2 separate regions of the Rattus norvegicus genome follow, and region 2 is linked to region 1. The links are chromatin contacts, called in public Hi-C maps. All regions are on one chromosome and are shown on one strand. The core of a region is the stretch at or near the end of the contact, and the rest is flanking DNA. Distances in the headings are between cores, read along the strand shown.

Region 1 (6,012 bases), core at 1,778-4,277:
TTAGTAGTTTATTACATTTACTTGTTCTATAGTTGTGGATGGACACTTGTGCCAGTGTGTGTGCGTGTGTGTGTGTGTGTGTGTGTGTGTGTGTGTGTGTGTGTGAACTCTTTCCTTCTACCATGTGGTACCTGAGACTAGAACTCAGGTCCTTAGCCTTGCAGGCAAGACTTTACGCTCTGGACCATCTCACCGGTCCTATCTTTGTTTGTTTGTTTATAATTTTGTGTCTGAGTGTTTTGCCCTCATGTGTGTTTGTGTACCAAGTGTGTTCCTGGTACCATGGAGACCAGAAGACATTAGATCCTCTGATACTGAAGCTAAAGGCAGTTGTGAGCTGCCTTGTGGGTTCTGGGGATTGAACCCAGGTCCTCTACCAGAGCAAGTAGCTCTTTTAACTGCTGGCTCATCTCTCCAGCCCTATTATCTTCATTATAAAGAAAGGAAACACTACATGTTAGCTTGAGCATGGGGGAAAACGATTGAGCTCATGGGTTTCTAGATTAAGCACTTCTGATCTAATTTTAAAATGGTAGAAAGCAATTGCACTCATGAGCTTCTAGATTAAACTCTTCTGATCTAATTTTAAAATGGTACAACAAATAAAGACTGTTGTCTTGCAGTCCTGGAGACTTGCGTTCCAGTGCAGGATTCACAGAAGGTGAGAGGAGAGAACTAACTCCACATAGCTGCCCTCTGACTCACACATGGGCTAGGGCACTTGTGCCAGGACACACATCATGGGCACAGAATATTTTTAAAAAGAGGGAGGGGCATGCACAGCTGGAACTGGAGTTAACGTGAGCTGCCATGTGAGTGACCGGAATTGAATCCAGGACCTCAACCAGTGCTCTTAATTGATTAGCCATCTCTTCAGTCCTCATAATAAAATCTTTTAAAATGACCATTAACATATTTTTGCTGAGCTGACTGGTTCAGTGGGTAAAGAAACCAGCTGCTAAGGTTAATGACCTGAGTTCTATACCCAGAGCACAGACAGGAGGAGAGAACTGACTTTCGCAAGTTGTCTTCTGACCTCCAACAGGGACACCACACATAGGAAATAAATTTAAAAATTACTGGGGGCTGGAGAGATGGCTCAGGGGTTAAGAGCACTGGCTGCTCTTCCAGACATCCTGAGTTCAATTCCCAGCAACCACATGGTGGCTCACAACTGTCTGTAATGGAATCTGGTACCCGTTCTGATGGGTCTGAAGACAGTGACAGTGTGCTCATATACATTAAGTAAATAAATCTTTAAAAAAATTACTATTAAGGTGTAGTGTAGGTATGATAAAATTCATTACTCATATATGTACATTTGGACATGCTAAAAATACACATAATCATAAAATATTAAAAAACAAAAACAAGCTTCCTTAGTGCCTTTCTTTCTTTTTAGGGTTCACAAGACCTTATTGGTTCAACAATGAACAGCAAAGGAAACATTAGCTATCACTCTGGGGCGTCATGTAGATGTGAAAACCACTCTTGGAAAAGCTCCTCTTTCATAATTATCTCCCTCTACCCACCCTGAATATCCAGTTAAATGTTGTTCTGATTTCGAATCAATGTTGAAAATGTTCGCTTTTATACCTTGCTTCTTCTGCACATCCTTCTGTTGATTTAAAATTAGAGTGGAAATAACATGTGTGGTAAGGATGTGAAAAAACAGGCATTCTCAATTTGCTGGTTGAAATGTAACCAGAGGAAGCTTTTCACAAAGTAGTTTAAAATATACCAGAAGCCAGGTTTGGTGGTACATACCTCTAATCCCAGCACTTGGGAGGCAGAGGCAGGTAAATGTTTTGAGTTTTGAGCCTGGTCTACACAGCTAGTTCCAGGACAGCTAGGGCTACACAGAGAAACTCGGTCTTGGAAAAAATAATGAAAAATTAGTCTCAGGAGATAGAGTCTGTGAGTTCATGGTCAGCCCAGTCTACATGGCCAGGTCCAGGCAAGCCAGGGAGATATATAGATAGATATATAGATATGGATATAGAGATAGATATAGATAGATGTAGATGTAGATACAGATATATAGATATAGTAAGACTCTGTCTAAAAGAGAAAAGGCTTGGGCAGAAAGGTTTGCCTAGGATAGTTAGGTAGCTGTAAACTGTGGAGGGACTTCAAGTATCAGGACAACTATTTTCAGACTTATCTCCTAGTTAACAGCTCTAAGCCTCTGCGTGCACTTTATGTAATTCTGTGGGTATAGGGGTACGCTATTTTTACAGCAGAGTACACTAAGGAGTTTTTGAACATAGGAACGGTGTGAAAAAAAGGTTTTTTGTTTTTATTTGTTTTGCTTTTTCAGATTGAGTATGCATCTAATACTACCTCAAAGAAATAAGATTGCAGAGAGGTTAAATACGGAACCTTGACTTTGGCAGCAATCCGGGTTTGCCTCCTTCAGTGAGACCGAGTACTTCAGAAATCAGAAGCTGCAATCTACAAATGGTCCTGAGAACCGACCCCCCTACCCATCCCAACTCCCCCAATCAGGGCTTGGCTTTCCAAACGCTGAAGCTTCTTCTTGAGCAGACCACCTTCCCACTCGCCTCTAGCTTCCTTTCTGGATTTCAAAGCTCTCCTAGGCCAAGTCCTGGTGATGCCTTGGAACTCAGGCTGCAGAGACAGTCCTGTCCTCAGGCCACTTCAACACCCCACCACATCTCTGGGGCCTCATTTCATAACTAAGCATCTGCCCCATGAGCCTTTTCTATCCGTTCACCGCTAGCTAGTGATTTACTTATTTCTTTCTCCTTGTCACCAACAGAAAATCAAATCTGGGTTGTAACAAGCCTCTGAGGTCTGGATACTCAGGGGACTGGGGTTGGGGGATTGCGGGCGCGGGGCGGGGGGGGGGTATCTCCCGCTCCCCTCCCCCATTGCTCGCGTCAGTGGAGGCTGAACTACCAATCCCGGCGTGCCTCGGGGGCGGCACGGGCGCAGGCTTGTGTGCGCGGCGGGTAGCCGTTGGCTGAGGAGGCGGCTGCGCCGGTCGCTGTGCTGTGAGGTCAGACGGCGCTGGCAAATCGCGCCCAGGATGTAGAGCTGGCTGTTCCCGACGGCGCGTCTGACGCTAAATTGGGTGGGGTAGAGAGTAGGGGGCGGTAGTCGGGGGTGGTGGGAGAAGGAGGAGGCGGCGAATCACTTATAAATGGCGCCCAAGCAGGACCCGAAGCCTAAATTCCAGGAGGGTGAGTGTGCAGCTTTGGGAAAAGGGACCTAACGGTGCAGGGGAGGGAGGCTGACTTGGAGCTGTTGAGGTTTGGGGGTCGGGGTCGGCGTGGCTCGAGGCCTGGGGAAACTGCGGGCCTGGCTTTGTAGGGGGGGGGGAGGCGCATTGCGGTGGGTAACTTCAGTGCGTCATTTGGCGACAGTGCTTCGTGGCGCGAAAGCGAGCCTCCGGCACAGGCAAAGCCGAAGGATCCCCGTGCGTATGGCAAAGCCTCGTCGCTTGTTTGTTTTTCTGCGAGCAGAGAAAGTCTATTGTAGGGAGGTGCCCGGAGGGCGAGCGATGGCGACGGTTAGGAAGTGATGTGGCGTGGGGGAGGGGAGCAGCGACAGCCCATCCCCGCGCTTAACTCTCGGCCATCGGCCGCGCGGGTGACTGTGGGCTGAAGGTTCGAGGCTGTTGGACACTGGGGCTATCTCAGCGTTCTGTGGAGTTCTACTGTAGGAGGACACGGGGGGTGGGCTGTGCGCCCCGCGGCGGGAGAACTGCGTTATAAAATGGCCGCGGCAACATGGCCGCGCCATCATGGCTGCCGGCGTCTCGCAGCTACGCGCAGCTTCGGGCCAGATGGAGCGCCCCCTGGCATGGAGATCACGCTCATTGCCTCCTCTTGCCTCTTGAGTGATGGGTGGGGACAGAAAAAAAAATAATAAACTTGAGCCGCCCGAGCGAGTTCCTAGGCTCGCTGTTGCCTGAGGGCATCGTTTTGCTGGTTTTGGAGTGCTCTCCGAAGCCGTTGTTCGTGAAAACAATTTTCAGTTCCTCCTTAGGGCGTTTCCGTTTAGAGGTCCTTGGCCACGTTGTCATTTTTAAATACAGTAGTTGCTTGACTGGTTGTAATAGTACTCGATTAATGGCGATTTGAAAGCTAACGCTTATTGACTTTGATTAGAACAGTGTTGCTGAACTACGGTACTAACAGTGGAAAGCAGTTACTCAGTTCTCACAACTCATTCTGTCCAGGTGGTTTATTTGGCATACTAAAGGGAATAAAACTATAAGCATAAAGAGGAACACTTTAAACTTTTTACTGCTAGCAATGTCTGTATGTGCTTGTTATACATGCTGGGTCCAGCTTGCATAACAAGTTTCAAGTGCCACCAAATAGAAACGTTTTAACTAATCGATGTACATAAGAGAGTATTGCAGGGGTATTTTAGTGCGGCCTCTTAATATTTTTCTCCCACTTTGAGACCATTCATTGTTTTTCTAGGTGTTTTGGAGAAAGCTTTTTGTTTTTTGTTTTTTTGAGACAAGTCTTGGTATGTAGCCCCAGCTACTGTATTGATCTTCCTTGTCTTAGTCTTTAGAGTATAGCAGCTAAGTCTTGTTTGCCGTATCCTGTACGTTCGCTCAATATTATATAATTATAATGACACTTAAAATAGTTTTGAGGGGCTGGAGAGACCAAGTACTTCCTAAGGCAAGCATGAGGACCCGAGCTTGGAACCCTAGCAAGCAGTTTTAAAAGCTTGTTTACTTCCGGTTGTGTTGGTGTGCACGTTAATTCAAAGCATTCAGGAGGCAAGGGAGGGTGGAACTCTGGGTCTGAGGCCATCCTTGATACTTAGAGCTACGTAGGACATCCAGAACTATACAGAAACTCCTTTGCGTATGGAGGTGTGTGTGTGTGTATGTGTGTGTGTGGTGTTGCTCTATACCCAGCAGGGGTTGGAGGGGTGGAGAACTGCAGCAGCAGGTAGATGGAGACCTCTGTAGCTCATTGGCCGGCAGCCTACTAATGTGTGAGTTAAAGTGAGAAACTGTCTAAAAAAGTGAAGAGTTAGTACTGTGGCAGACATTAAACTGGTTGGCCCTCACTTGTAGAAAGATGGTGTACCCTGTAGTTTTGCTAACTCTACTAAGTTGTTTTCCTTAGTAATGCCATGTTTTAGGTATCAAAGCATGCCAAGAGGCTCATAGGCTTCTCCAGGTTGTCAGAACAAACACAAAAGCGTAATCCTTGCTTAATGTTAGAAACTAGAAATCAAGAATGGTTGTTTTGAAAGAAATGCTTTCTTTCTGAAGGAGACAGTGCCAAAGTGAGGTGGATAAAGGCAAACCAGAAGGATGGTGTTGGTGTAGTTGGAGAAGAGTAGGAACAAAGGCTAGGTTGTGAAAGCCTGGTAAATCTCTGCTTTACCATTATTTCCCAGCTGTGGATTCCAGGTGTAGCTGGGTGTGATACCTAAAATTCTGTCCAGCATTACAGAAGCAGAGGCAGGAGGCTGACCAGCCCAGGGGTACATAAGATGACCCTGTCTCAGAAAACAAAACCAAACCGAAGAAATCCAAGCTAAGATAATATGGGTATCTTTTTAAAATTGTATAAAAGACATGTTCGGTCCTCACCTTGGCTAATTCATAGGGCCTATGTGGTAGAGGTAAAGAACTGTCTCCCACAAGTTGTCATCTGACCTCCACATATTTACAGTGGCATGTATACATACATTTACTCCCCACCCCATAGTAGATAAAAACCCAGAGAACATCCAGAAAGGAAACAGTGTTGATTGGATTATTTTGAAATCTTGGTAGAATTTTGATAGTGAAAGGTGGTAAATATACATTTTGTGTATGTGTATGTGTGTGTAGGAATATCCTCAGAAGCCAGAAGAAAGCATTAAATTCCCAGGAACTGGGGCTGCTGGGAATGGAACTGTTTCTCAGTTCCCTGTAGGGGTTTCTTAAGTAATTAATTAGCCCAGGGCAAGATTTTTGTCCTTTGAGACTAGAGTGGGTCTGAGGGTGGAGAACTGCCTTTGTAA
Region 2 (6,012 bases), core at 1,572-4,071, 150 kb before region 1:
TGCAGTGCTCACCGAGGAGGATCAGATCCCCTGGAATTGGAATTACAGCTGGTTGTGAGCCATGTAGGTGCGGGGAATCACATCTGGGACTCCTGTAAAAGCAGCAAATGCTTTTAACCATTAAGCCATTGGATCTCAACCTGTGGGCCATGACCCCTTTGGAGGTCAGATGGCCTTTTCATATGGGTCCTGAATGTTGAGAACCATTGCACTAAGCCATCTCTCCAGTCTAATCTTTGAACATTTATTATAGTCAAATTGTGTTGATATTTTCTCTGCGACATGAGAGCATTCCAGGGTGTTTAATATGATATAGGATGTAGTCTCCAAAAGGAAGAAGGCAGGGTCCTGCAGCACTGAAGTGGTGTCCCAGGGACAACCAATGTGAATGTGAATGTGCAGGGAATTCAGGTGCAGCAGAGTGAGGCTAGGACCAGCTCAGAATCCCTTGCCCAGCAATGTCTACCAGCTCCAGCCTGCCAGCCCAGACAGCCCCCCAGGTTCCCCATCTGTCTGCCCAAGAAGGATGTTATCTCTATATTTGCTGGAAATCTAACTCCAAGTACCATCTACAAAGCTTGAATCTGTCCTCTAGGACCGTAATTCAGTGGTAGCCCCACCTTCTCACAAACCACTCGCTGACTGAGCTGCGATGGGCTGTATCCTGCCCCTCACATCTCAGTCACCCAGCTCTTCCCCTTTCCATAGTATTTCAAAGTCACACCCCATCTTGACAGCCTTCTCCACAAGCCAATTAGTCATAGGCCTTGTATCCACCGAGGGAGGCTCAAATTTGAACTTAGTTCCCCTCACTCCCTGGGGCAACTCAGCTGGCACGAAGCACGGAGGTCTTTAGCCTAACATGCATGTAGACCAGTAGGACCGATAGATTCCCCTCTCAGAATCTGCTTACCAGGGAAGAAGCAACACTAAGGGCCCCATCCAAATGCAGTCATAATAACAATGGCAGTAAATAAAGGACTACAGCAAAGGGAGGTTAAATAGCCTGACCTAAGATCCAACTGGGCAGTCTACTTTGGTGACCTTGTCTTTTTCCAGTGTGTGTGTGTGTGTGTGTGTGTGTGTGTGTGTGTGTGTGTGGCGGGCACCTGTGCATTTAAAATATGCAAGAGGGGTGCAAAGGGCTGGAGAGATAGATGGCTTTGCAGTTAGAAGCACTAGTCCCTCTTGAAATGGCTTTGGGTTTGGTTTTCAGCACCCACGTTAACACGCGACTATCTGTAACTCCCGATCTATGGGATCAGGCACTTCTTCTAGTGGTGTTTTTGATATGTCCTCACAAACATAACTAGAATGTCTATCTCTCTATGGGAAAGGTGAGCTTCATACTCATTGTGCCTTCAGCCTGGACTGCTGTCCCCCTCATCAGTCTCTAGTTACCTCCCCCCTCCCATCGTGTAGGGATCCATCTTCCTTGGCAAACTCCATCCTCATACTTTGTTCTGTTTGTTTTTTTAAAGCACTGAAAAACATCTTGTGAGGTTGTTGTTCTGGGGATTCCAATAAATTAATACAGGAAATACCGGGAAGCTGGGTGGGGCTAGCACATTCCTGTAATCCTAGCACTTTGGAGGTGGAGACAGGAAGATAGCCAAGGCTCATTACCAGCCGAGGCTACACAGAAATCGTCTCAATCCTACACTCCCAACACCCTCAGGTAATCACTGGTAAGTGATATCTTAGTTAGGGCTCTATTGCTGTGATACAGAACCATGACCAAAAGCATTTTAGGAAGAAAAGGTTTTGTTGTTGTTGGGATTTGTTTGTTTGTTTGTTTTTTCACTTCACAAATTATAGTACATCTCTGAGGGAAGTCAGGGCAGAAACTCGAGTCAGGAACCTGGAAGCAGGAACCATGGAGAACGAGCTCCTCACTGTTTGTCTTTCATGACTTTCCCTTCAGTTGCCCAAGCCTGTTTTCTTTCTTCATCCAGCACCAACTGCCCAGGGGTGGCACCGCCCACAGTGGGCCTGACCCTCCCACACCAATCATCAATCAAGAAAATGTCCAGTAGACTTGCCTACAGGCCAATCCTATGGAGGCATTTTTTTCCAATTAAAATTCCTTCTTTCCAAAGGACTGTAGCTTGGGTCAAGATGACAAAATACTATCAGTACAGTGGTAATATTTTAAGCAGCAAATCCTTCTTTGCCGGTAATAAGAGCATCTGTGCAGCAAACAACTGTTTTGTTTCTTTGCCTTTTAAAATGTGTGCATTATTGTTCCTCTTTATTCGAGTATATTCTCCATGAGGCCAGAAAGTCACTGCCAAGTATCCAGTGATTGAATCCTACACAGAACGCCTTCCATAAATATTTGTTTTCATTCAATGAACAAACCAGGATGCAGAGAGGCAGTAAATACTTTGGCTTCCATCCACAAACTCAACAAATATTTACCGAACACCCACCCGTTCTGTACCAGGCAACTGGCGCTCTCATTTTCGTAGTATCAGCCTATGACCGGCTGGACATAGATTTTTAAAATCAAAGCTTATTCGGAGTTCAGGGCAGTGTTAAGTAGACTTTCCATAGTTTTTGAGAAACCCTTTCGTGGAATCCACGCTCACATAAAGAAACAGAACGTAGCTTCCCGGGCTAGGGCGGAGCTTGAACGCCCCCCATACCCCCCATCCCACTCCACCCCCCCAAAAAAAATTAGTAGAGGCCAGTTGGAGCAAGCCTGGATCATTAAAAAATCCAGGCTTCCCACGCTGTGGGGGCGCGGCGGGGGCGGGACTACAAGTCCCAGGCTGCTCAGCGCGATACGGCCCTGCGGAGGGCGCGGCGCGGGGAGGTGGGCGCTGCGGCGGCGGCCCGGAGGCGCGGGGCGCGAACGCGGGCGCGGGCGCCGGCGGCGGGCCATGCCAGGGGCCGGGGCTGGCGCGGAGGAGAGCTGCAGTGGTGGAGAGGGAGTGGTGCCGGGAACAGGCTCGGAGGCTGGAGCGGTGGCGGGACGGGAGCCCTCGCGGCTGTGCGGCTACTTGCAGAAGCTCTCGGGTAAGGGCCCGCTGCGCGGCTACCGCAGCCGCTGGTTCGTGTTTGACTCGCGCCGCTGCTACCTCTACTACTTCAAGAGCCCGCAGGACGCTCTACCGCTCGGCCACCTAGACATCGCCGACGCCTGCTTCAGCTACCAGGGCCGCGATGAGGCTGCGGAGCCAGGAGCCGATCCGCCCACGCACTTCCAGGTGCACAGCGCCGGTGTGGTCACGGTGCTCAAGGTAGGGCGATCGCGCCCCGGTGCCCACTTGTATCCCGCCTGCAGATTTTCCCCCTCTACCTTCCTTCCTTGCCCCAAAGGCCTCCTCTTATCCTGCCCAAGCCTCTCTTCGCCACTGCCAACTCTGATTCCTTCCTCATTCTTATCTTTTGCCCTTTACCTGTGCTTGGACTATGAGGCTCAGGCAGGTTTGGGAGTTACTAGGCTAATCTTTGACACTTTGACCCATTGCCTCCCAGTGCACCTTTCCTTGGATCGCTCTCGCGTCCATGCTCACCATCTCTTAGATGCTCTGCGAGTCCCTCCCACAGTAGCAGGCTTCCACCCTCCATCCCTGACTTTTTAACTCCTTCTGTGACCTTGGATATGCCCTTTGACTGACCCCTCTGTGCTTCAGCTACCCGCACTGTGAAGTGGGAACAACAATAATATAAGGGTGTTGGGATTAAGTGGTTAACACTCTAAAGTGTTCAGTAAATGTGGCCCGTTTAGTGCTATACCCAGAGGCAAGTGATAGCAGGGCCCCTGGAAACAATTTACCACGGCTCCCCTCTAGAGAGGTCAGGGATGCTCCAGCAGTACCCATTCTGGCTGTTTTCTTGCTTCTTGGGAAAGATGGGAGGGGTTGCTTCAGCTTATGGGAGGCTTCCTTAGGTTTCCCCAGAGAGACTGAGTCTTAGAGACTTGGCAGTTGTCACCAGCCCTGAGACAGCATTTCCCGGTTGCTGGGAGTTCTAAAGGCCTGGACCTTGACATCTCCTAGGAATTATTGTGTTTGGAGCACCCAAGGGTCTGGGCCCTGGCCTAGAGCTGGGCTGCCTCTCACTCTAGGCCTTGCTCCCTGCTTGGTTCCCTGAGTCTCCACCCTCTCTTTTTCTGGCTTCTCTTCCGTATTGCAAGCTGGGCTTTCTCCAGGGCTGGGCTTGAAGTATCAGCCCTCTCAGAGCTAGCCAAGTAGAGAGCAGCGTGGCCTTGTGAGCATGCAACTGTTCCTGAGATCTGCACAATGTGCAGCAGCTGGGGCCATTCCCTCAAGCCATTTCTTGGAGCTTTGTCTTACTCAGCAGAGTCTGAATGGGGTCGGGGAGGGGGAGACGGGGAGACATGGTGGTTTGGGCCCCTCTCTCCGCCTGCTCTCTGAGCAGATGCATAAAATGTTTCTTTAAAGGAAGCTAAGCAGGCCTGCAGTTCAACTTGAGGTAACTCAGTGTCTGTGTAAACTTGGGACTGGCTCCCAGAGTGTCCACAGGGAGTTTTGTCAGAAGCAGATGCTTGTCCTCTGTGTACATGTGAACAGTGGTGAATTTCCGGTGGAATTGCTTGTTAAAAAAGAAAACTGAGCTTCCTGTTTCAGATTTTCTCAGATAACTTTAGAACTCTCTCCCTACCAGTTCTTTCATTTTTAAAACATCTAAACAATGGCAGTATCTGCCTAAGAGGAGTTACAGTGTTTAATGAGTGTGGCTTTGGACTTGGATGGATTTGAACTTGCAGCCTGAGTCATGGATCATGTGTATTGGACACATTTTATCACTTCTCTGTCTAGTTCCTGCTTTGGTCTAATGTGAACTTTACCTTCCTCCTTGAATGGCAGTGAGAATAGAAAACATTCTTGGATGGCTGCCAGGGCTCTAGAAAACATTATGGAAAATGGCTGGTACATTGTAAGCACTACCTGGCAGACATTTAAAACATCAGGCACTGTCTTTGGCCAAATATATTGTATAGTCTGTTGAATTAAATATGAATTGGGTACTACTACAACAGTCATTGCAGTCCTATAGCGGAATGGTATGGGTAGTAAACAGGAAACTGAACTGCATGTGTCAATCTGTATGCTTGTCACAAATGTAAAACTGAGCAAGAAATTAGTTTCAGGATGATACCGTTTAGGTGAGGACTAAGAAGTTTGTCTGGAGTGACATCCATACACCTGGATCTGTGCTGTGCCCTGCAGGCAGTTGGGAAGCTATGTCACAGTGACAAGCTCTGGTTTCAGGGTGGTAGATATCTCTGATAGGATAGGATTATGGAAGGGGATGGATACCCTTGGGCTTCTAACTCTGGTTCTGCAAGGCTTCTCACCTTAGGCCGGGTCATAGCTGTACCAGGGTTGGTTGTGCTTTTCAACGCATCCTTTTGTAGCTCTGGCCAGCCTTAAACTGGCAGCTTAAGTACCTCTGTCCCCTGAGAGCTCAGATTAAGGGTGTGTGCCACCACCACCGGTTTAGATTTAAACTTTTTTTTATTTTATATATATGAGTGTATGTATTTGTCCTGGTTCCTGCAGGGGCCAGAGAGGATACCTGAAACCTGGAGTTACTTGCAGTTGTGAGCTGTGGAGTGGGTGGGAACTGAACCTGGGTCCTTTGTAAAGGCAAGTGTTCTTTAGGTATTAGCCATCTCTCTGGCCCCTGATACTGTTTTGTTTTGCCTTTTTAAGAGGGGAAGGGAGACACGGTCACATGGTTACTGACTTACCTGATTTTCATTCAGAATTTCACAGGCTTCATGAATATTCATGCAGAACTTTTTTAAAAAACTTATTTTTATTTTATACCTACATTTATGGAAGTGTGTCATGTGTGCTGTTCCCGTGTAAACCAGAAGACTTAATCAGATCTCCTGGAAGCAGAGTTACAGACGTTTGGGAAGAAGCACCAGGTGGTTACTGGGAACTGAACCCTGGTCCTCTGGAAGAGCAGCCAGTGCTCTTAACCACTGAACCATCTCTCCGGCCCTCATGCAAGACAGTTTCATATGTAAAA

Evidence for each region. Hi-C and Micro-C count contacts between places; a contact is called where the count stands out from the background.
Region 2: a contact with region 1 is called in a Hi-C map of liver, with 1.8 times the contacts expected there. The contact joins the promoter of Tbc1d2b here to the promoter of Morf4l1 in region 1. A contact is called at or near these places in 2 of 12 Hi-C or Micro-C datasets (liver and psoas muscle).

What each region holds. Positions count from the first base shown.
Region 1 is chr8:99,541,346-99,547,357 of GRCr8, reverse strand. Morf4l1 (mortality factor 4 like 1) reads left to right here and starts at 3,027. Exons shown (of 12, transcript NM_001011999.2): 1 at 3,027-3,206. The coding sequence starts at 3,167.
Region 2 is chr8:99,691,446-99,697,457 of GRCr8, reverse strand. Tbc1d2b (TBC1 domain family, member 2B) reads left to right here and starts at 2,821. Exons shown (of 13, transcript NM_001413794.1): 1 at 2,821-3,245. The coding sequence starts at 2,886.